2 separate regions of the Mus musculus genome follow, and region 1 is linked to region 2. The links are chromatin contacts, called in public promoter capture Hi-C maps. All regions are on one chromosome and are shown on one strand. The core of a region is the stretch at or near the end of the contact, and the rest is flanking DNA. Distances in the headings are between cores, read along the strand shown.

What was found. Promoter capture Hi-C pulls out the DNA fragments that hold promoters and counts their contacts.
Region 1: a promoter capture Hi-C map of liver shows a contact between it and region 2, with 4 times the contacts expected there. The contact joins two enhancer-like sites. A contact is called at or near these places in 10 of 39 promoter capture datasets (the 3T3-L1 cell line, cranial neural crest, embryonic stem cells and 3 more), 1 of 484 Hi-C or Micro-C datasets (nephron progenitors), 3 of 115 datasets of contacts at active chromatin or transcription factors (embryonic forebrain, embryonic stem cells and stem cell-derived neural progenitor cells) and 1 of 9 other capture datasets (embryonic stem cells).

Annotation. Positions count from the first base shown.
Region 1 is chr2:104,533,473-104,537,691 of GRCm38.p6, forward strand. It overlaps the pseudogene Gm13870. Among named protein-coding and RNA genes, the nearest start is that of Platr14, 24 kb to the right of the region's middle. Within about 2 kb of position 1,464, at least 7 of the 459 cell types and tissues checked have an H3K27ac peak or open chromatin away from gene starts, as enhancers often do. A contact at or near this core is called in liver, where this site is marked.
Region 2 is chr2:104,128,438-104,132,567 of GRCm38.p6, forward strand. No RefSeq gene overlaps it. Among named protein-coding and RNA genes, the nearest start is that of A930018P22Rik, 7.7 kb to the left of the region's middle. Within about 2 kb of position 1,839, at least 41 of the 459 cell types and tissues checked have an H3K27ac peak or open chromatin away from gene starts, as enhancers often do. A contact at or near this core is called in liver, where this site is marked.

The DNA.
Region 1 (4,219 bases), core at 214-2,713, 400 kb after region 2:
AGTTCCAGGCCAGTGAGAGATCTTGTCTCCAGAAAATAAAACAAAGAACAATCGAGCAGGATACCTGAGAGTCTCTGGCCTTCTCAAATTCAAGCATACATGTGAATAGCACACATACACACAGCACGCACATGCACACACACAGGCACATGCACACACATAGCAGTAAGATGCTAACACAATGCCCTATACCATATACTCCAATGCTTAAGTATATATTTCTGCAAGCAAGGACATTCCGTGTAGCCTTAAAACCATCAAATGAAGGCCCACAAGATGGCTCAGCAGGCAAAGAGGCTTGCCAGCAAGCTTGAGATCTGAGCTCAATCCTGGGGCCCAGAAGAGAGTGCAGACTTCCACAAGTTGTCCTCTGACCTCCACTTGCTTCCACACTCAACCAACAGACACATAAACAAACAAATAGATCAGATGTAATAAAAAATATTATTAAAAAATGAGGAGGTTATTGTTGATTCATTTTTAGATCCCATCAACTGTCTTGACAAAGAGCTTGACTGTCATATCCATTTCCACTGGATGTTTTTTCTTGTTGTCCTGCTCTGTGAAGTTTCCGACTCCCTACTTAGTGAACAGGAGTGCTCTCTTCATAGACTCCAGAACCTACCTTCCCAGAGCCCATTCTATGGTCTGTGAGACCCCTCAAGCCCACATAGGCATAGAAACCAAGTGTGAGTTGTGTGAAGGCACAGATCTACAATCCAACACTAGGGAAGTGGGAGCAGAAGAGTGTCAGCTACTATGTTTGCCTGGCATCAGAGTGGGAGGGTCTCAGCACAAGAAGACACCAAGGCTTGGGATCAGGGTCCGAGGAAGGCGCCGAAGATATCATGTTGAGCCTCAAAGGTAGCAAAAAGAAGCCCCTGAGATAGGCCAAGAAGGAGGCCAAAGAGACAGATGAGGAAGATAAGGCTTTCAAACAGAAACAAAACACTCTTAACTTAATGCTTAGAAAAGAGGAAATGCTCATGTGAATCACAGCGGCCATGATGATTTTAGCCATTCACCTCTAAGGGCACCCCAGCTCTCATTTTAACCTAGGACGGAATCATTTCTTCCAAACCCTTTAAACTCCCAAAACCAGAGATGAGCTTCCAGAACGCCTCCTTATTTTTAAATAACACAAACAGTAATAGTATAACAGTAAGTTTTAAAAGAAACCAAACCTCCACAATCTTGCTAAACATGGTTTGTATTTTCTCTTGTATCTCCCTTTTGTCTCCTCATTTTGAAAGTGCAAACTAAAATAGTTGAATCCTGAGGCATGTATACACGCGTCTCCCAGTCACCTCAAGTAACATTATCTTGGGAGCTATTTTCCAAGTTACCACATAGTTTGCCTAATTATAAATTTTAGTGGTTGCACAATAATCCATATTTACTTGTCCCTCTTGCTATTCTTGCTATTTATCTAGGCTGTTTTTAACACAGAACTGTTAAACTAAGGCCACAGTCTTGTGTGCTCACAATGTTTCTCTTAGAATGTGTTGCCAAGGTCCGGGATTGCTGGGTCAAAGGCTATAAACATTTTATAACTTTTAATATTTAATGCCAAATTGCAGAAAGGTTTGCAAGAGTTTATAGTGTTAAAGGTTGGATTTTTTCATAGGAAAAGAAAAAGAAGAGTAGGCCTGGAATAATGCTGTGTATTAGTCAAGATTCACAGAACTTATAGAATAAATCTATCTCTATCTCTATCTCTATCTCTACCTCTACCTCTACCTCTACCTCTACCTCTACCTCTACCTCTACCTCTACCTCTACCTCTACCTCTATCTCTATCTCTATCTCTATCTCTATCTCTATCTCTATCTCTATATATGGGGATTTATTGGAATGACTTAGAGGCTATAGTTCAGCTAATCCAACAATGGCTAGCTGTGGACAGAAAGTCTAAGAACAGTAGTTGCTCAGTCCACAAGGTGTCCACTAGATGTCTTGGCTGGTCTTCAGTATATGCTAGAATCCCAAAGAAGTAAGCTCTAATGCCAGTGAAGAAATGGATCTGCTAGCAAGGTGAGGACAAGCAGGCAGAGAGCAAAGGCCTCCTCCTTTTATGTCCTTATATTAACTTTCAGCAGAAGATATGGTCCAGAGTTAAGGTATGTCTTTCCACTTCAAGATCTGGATCAAAGATATGTTTCTTCCAGCCTTAAGATCCGGATCAAAGGTGTGTGTCTTCCTACCCAAAGGTCAAGATTAGAAGTAGATTCACCCATTTCAAACAAAGAAAAAAAATCTCTCAAATGTGTACCCTCCCTTTCTGGATTGTAGTTCATTCCAGATGCAGTAAAACTGACAGCCAAATGTAGCCATCCCATGGTGACCCACGCCTTCTTTAATCCCAGCACCTAGAGATGGAGACAGGAGAGTCAACAGTTGAAGATCATTCTTGGCTACACAGCAACTTCAGGTCAGGATGGGCTACAATGAGACCCTGTTTCAATCATCATGGCCCATCACCCACCAAAAAGAGCAAAGGGTCAAGTCAAAAATAGGACCTCTTAATGAAACTCTGCCCATAGAGGTTTCATGCAAAGCTACATAGCTCATTTTTCTACCCTACTTGGACTTCATGCTGGGCTTACATTTTAACCTAACCTAGAACATGTTTATTGCTAGGTATGGTGAACACTTTCATATAAACTTTTGTTACCTGTACTGAGAGTTGATTTTAAAATAGTTTTTCAGCCTGTCATGGTGGCATACACCCACAATCTCACTACTTGGGTGGCAATAGGGTCACAGGTCAGCCTAGTCTACATATTGAGTTCCAGGTTAGATAAAGCTGCAAAGTTGGACCTTGTCTTGAAAGGGGTTGGGGGTGGGTGCCACAAGGTTCCAGCTCAGCACACTTTCTTATCAACTCTGTCCCAGAGAGAGACCTGCGAAAGGGGAGCTGTGGCCTGATTTCAGGAAGGGGGGAGGCAGCTAAACAGTGTGTAGGTGAGGTTGAAAATGAAGCTTCGTTTCCAGCATCTCTGAATCTCTTCACAGAACTGTGGTTGGTACCAGATAAGAATGTCTTTGCGGTAGGAAAACATGACAGTATTCATGGCTTACTGCTTCTTATTCTTTTCATCACATACCCCCTCTCCCTTCCCCCAGAAAGACCAGCTGAATTCAACAAGAATTTCAGGAGGCCACCAGCACAGGAACAAAATGACGGGGCCCCCAGGAGACCAAGAAGAATTAGCGTGGGCAGCCCACACTTATTGCATTTGCCCTAGCTCTGCTTTTCCTCCCAGGGGTCTGAGCTGGATTTAACTAGTATAGCAAAGTGGCACTGGAATTGACCTTCTGGAATATTCCTAGCTCCAGCAAATGCTAACAGTGGAGTTTAAATAAAATAAAATAAAATAAAATAAAATAAAATAAAATAAAATAAAATACAACAACAACAACAACAAAAACAAAACAAAAAACAAAAAACCCTATGCCTTCACAGAGCTTACATTTTAACAGAGGACAACTTTCAAGAGCCAGGCTTTTTTCTTCTACAGTGTGTATAAGACAGACTGAGCTTGTGTCACCAGGCTTGACAGTAGGCCCCTTGCCCTCTAAGCCATCTGGCTGGCCCATGTAATACACGGGTCTTAATGAGGGCCGAAAGTTGCATGAAAACACTTCTTTTTTTTTTTTAATTTTGGTTTGAGTTTTCTTGTGTTTTGTTTTTTAAGACAGGGTCTCACTATGTAGCTCTGACTACTCTGGAACTCTCTCTTTAGACCAGGTTGGCCCCAAACTCGGAGATCCACCTGCCTCTGTCTTCCCAGTGTTGGAATTAAATGCTTGAGCCACTACTTCCACCCAACCCTAACCCTGAAGTTTTTGTTGTTTTTTTTTCTTTTTATATTAAAAATATTTACTGTGGGCTCTCTGTTCCTCCCTGTTCTAGAGACAGATGCATTGTCTTGTGCAGTGCCAATCTCATTCCGTAGACAAGATGGTGAAGGTTGGTGTGAACGGATTTGGCTGTATTGGGCGCCTGGTTACCAGGGCCGCCTTCTGCTCTGCACTTGGCAAAGTGGAGATTGTTGCCATCAATGACCCCTTCATTGACCTCAACTATATGGTCTCCATGTTCCAGTCTGACTCCACCCATGGCAAATTCAACGGCACAGTCAAGGCCGAGAATGGGAAGCTTGCCATCAACAGGAAGCCCATCACCATCTTCCAGGAGTGAGATCCTGATAACATC
Region 2 (4,130 bases), core at 589-3,088:
GGAATTTACTCTGGCAAACCGGTTTTATAGTGGCATTAATTTGATGAAAGAGAATGTGGGCCCATGACCTAAACACCCCCGTAAGGCCCTGTTTTCCATCATACACAGTTACACTGAGAGTTAAGCTTCCAAGATGAATCTTGGAGGGGACAGAAACAGTCACGTGACAGTACAGGTTATGTAGCACCCAGTAGAGAGAGACCAGCTTGAAGGGAGGCATAGAAGACTCACCTCAAACTGTGGGGATTGCCTGTGTGGTATGTGGGTATGGAGGCTGGGGGATGAATAAATGGGGTGGTGGGAATCCTGGAAGTTGTACACGTAGTGTGTGCAAGGATTTGTGTGGTAATCCCAGCCTGAGGACCCAAATCCGCATGCCTACGAGCATGCCTCAAATCTTTGAGTATTTCCAGCACGCCAGGCTGGAGACCCTGGAGCTGTGGGGCGAGGTGGGACTGGCAAGCTGCAGGGCTTGGGCTCAGTGTTCAAGGGAATAGCTCCCCAGTGTAAGCAGTCATTCCGTCATTGCCAAAGCTGGCGTGTGAGCACAAGGTCAGGTGGCAACCTGGTTTCTCAATCTCGGCAACTCATTCCGATGGTTCCAAAACACTGCGCAGGCCAAAAGGGTGAAAGAGGAAATTCCTTGAGTTGACAAACTTTGTTCTACTAAGACCCTTGCAGCCTGACAGTCACTCTGGATCCATTCCCCCAGTGCCTGGAAGAGGACAGACTTGAGTTCGGGTATGTTCAGTGCTTCTTGTTTTCCTTGAAAACTTTGGACTTTCAGACAGGTGACTGCTGGGGGCAATGAGAATCGGCCAGGAAAACCAGGTACAGAGCTCAGATGGAGACAAAGTGGGGAGGAGGGGGTAGGGGCTGTGATCCATTACCTCCAGAGAGTCCAGAGTCCAGAGAGCCCTCAGGGGCTACCCAGATAAGTGGCTCCGGCTAAGTGCTCAGGTGTGGCAGTGGACAAACATCTCATTTAATGCCTCCCACCACATTGTGGGGTAGGTCTCTCTGAGCAAGTTTTCTAAACAAGAAGCTAATGCTCCCCGGCCAGGTCACTTCCCTCCAGGCATAGTCAAGGAGCTACAGAGCTAGCTCAGAATCTAGGTCTGCTAAGGCTGCCCTACAGGTTTCTTCCTCAGTGAGCATGGCTGCAGAAACCCCAGAAAGCAGGACATAGTGGTCACCGTGGCCCAGCTTGGAAGGCTAAAGCACACGCATCATAGCATGTTTAAGACCATCTTGCTCCACACACTTCCAGGCCACCCAGGACTATGTAGCAAGACACTGTCTCAAAAGCCAAAACACACCAACCAGAACAGGGGCTGGGGAGACAGCTCGGTGGGTAAGAGTGCTCGCTGTGTACACATGAGGATCTGAGTCTGGATTCCGAGCACTCACACACAAAGCTGGGAACAGCTATGGTGCAGTAACTGCAGTGCTGGGGGCTGAAGAGGGTTGCTGGCCAGCAAGTCTAGCTCCAGGCTCAGCAAGAGACCCTGTGCCAAAGGAATAAGACAGCAATTGTGCAGGATACTTGATGTCTTCCTCCAGATTCAGTACATATTAACACACCTGGACATATACCACACACACTCACATACCACACACACACACACACACACACATCCCACACACTATCCTCCCAAAACCCAACAAAGCAAAACCCCAAAACTAAGAGCTGTAAAAGTTGTGTGTGACAACACAATGCAGAGATTGAATTCTGACCCCTCCCAGGTGTTCTCCTGGTACTCTTGAACTGATTAGGTGACACAGCAGGCCATGGAGGATGGTACGCCTGGCATTTGCTTGCCAGTGTCCACACACAACAGCCAGTTGGCGAGCACTGGGTGTAACCGCCTGCTCTGGGTCCCTGAGATAACCCAGCCCTACCCTCCTCAGACAGCTGCAGCAGCCAGACACAGACTTCATTCACACCCGCCAAAGTGGCCTCATTTCTTGCAGACTGCACATCTCAAGTACTAACTTGTCTGTGCTTGGAGCTGTTGTGGAAAATCAGAGGCTTTCAGTGGCTGACTGGGAACCAAAGCCATCATGGAAGGGCTGACAGTATTCTGGTATTACTCACTTACTTCAGCGCTGTGGGATCATACGATTGCTGATCATGTGATTGCTTCTCTGGAGACAAGACAGAGTGGGAGAAAGAAGCTGTTTCTCCAAAGAAAAAGATGCCTGGCAGTGAAGGAGACCATGATGGAAGCAACTGCCTAGGCTTAAAAAGGAGTAGAAGAGTCAGCTGCAGGTGTAGGAGAGCCAACTATCCATTTTTTCAGGAGTTCTACGAGCAATTTATCAAATGTAGTCACCATTAACAAACTTTTAGGGAGTCTGAGACAGGGAGTTGGGAGTCTGAGGTCTGTCTGAACTTCATAATAAATTCCAAGTCCAGGACTGGAGAGATGGCTCAGCAGTTAAGAGCACTGGCTGCTTTTCCAGAGGTCCTGAGTTCAATCCCAACAACCACACGGTGGCTCACTATAAAGAGATCTGATGCCCTCTTCTGCATGCAGGTGTACACACAGCAGAGCACTCATACACAAACAAAATAAGTAAAAATAAATAAATCAAAGTCCAACCTGAACCACACAGCAAGAACGAGTCTCAAAAGTTAAAGTCTCAAAAGTTAAAGTTAAATTGTATCAATTTACAACAGACTGGTGGCACAGCTCTGCCATCCCAGCCCCGGGAGGGTCAGGCAACAGGGTGCCCTCTTCTGGCCTCTTCAGGGACTGCATGTACATGGTGCATATGGCTAAATGCAGACACAAATAATGATAAATAAAACTTTTAAAAAATGACAACACATGTTGACAATTCTGAACTTCCTAATTATTTTGTTATATCTATGCTCAAGATAATTTACCCATGTTGGGTCTATAGGGTGGAAATAGCGCATAATTGCATCTCTTCCTGATGATGCACAGGGAGAATATTTACACTGTGAAAACAGGCACATGTACTGATGCGGGGTTGTCTTCCCCTTCCCCCAGGAGAATGTCGCTAAGCACCAGCACATCCCCAACTAAATGGGGAGCAAAAGCACAGCCTTGTTTGTAGCTGAGCTACAGGGGTAGCTGCTTGGGAGCAATCAAGGCCAAACTGAAATATATATAAGCTAGTTGCTTCCCCTGGCTTGATGTGTCCCCTCAGTTACGGAGGGGGAGAAGTCCTGAAAGAAGCAGCTGGTCCTGTCCACAGGGAAGGCAGACTGACCAGGGGCTGTCTAGCTATAGACGCAGGAGATAAAAGATTGCACACTGCTCCTGACTTCTGATGTGGTAGACCTTGTAAGCCAGGTGGAGGAACGTCCTGCAACCTGACCAGATTAACAAAGTCTGCTTTAAGTAAAGCAAGATAAAGGGCAAGGCAGAGACAGGAGCCTGTACACAGAGGCCAAAGGCCTTTGTCTACCACTGCTGACTGTTTTGAGCAAGACAGAACATGAAACCCACTAGGAATTGCAAGCAGCTGTTATGGGGTGACCCTTTGGTCATGTCGACAGAGTACTCTGGTGTAAGGGGCATCTCTCATTGCCTTATTATTTTAATCATTTGTGTGCTTCCCCGGTGCCAATGGAACCAGGCAAGATTTGGTGCCTGTAGGACCTGGCTTCTGGGAGCAGCAGGGTGAGAGAGCCTTTCAAAACCGCTCTGAGTTTTCAGTTCCACTGCAGGCAAGAATGCTGTTGTGTCTTAGGGTACTTTGGCCTTTCTCTGTCAGATTTATCACAGAGCAGATATGCAACCATGGCCATGTTGATCTTTCTGAGTCTGCTTCCGGCAGGGCAGAGATCCGGCAGCATAGGACAGCTGTGAATCCTTGGGGATTTCTAGTCCTTGTAGGAAGGACACGGGCCTCAGTGTTTGAGCTGCTGATGCAGGGAGTGATGGTAGGTAAGAGCTCAGAGCTCAGAGCTAGTGGGATGCTGAGACACAGGGAAGTAGAAACGTTGACGTTATATAACTCTAGGGCACAGCCTCACAAATGGGGACAAGGAGATGGGTGTGGCTGGGAGGAAGTTAGGGGAAGTACTTTTTTCCCCAACAGACAGTGCCCAGGGTTCTGTCTCTCTGTAGGTGGCACCTCCAAGAAAGGACCAT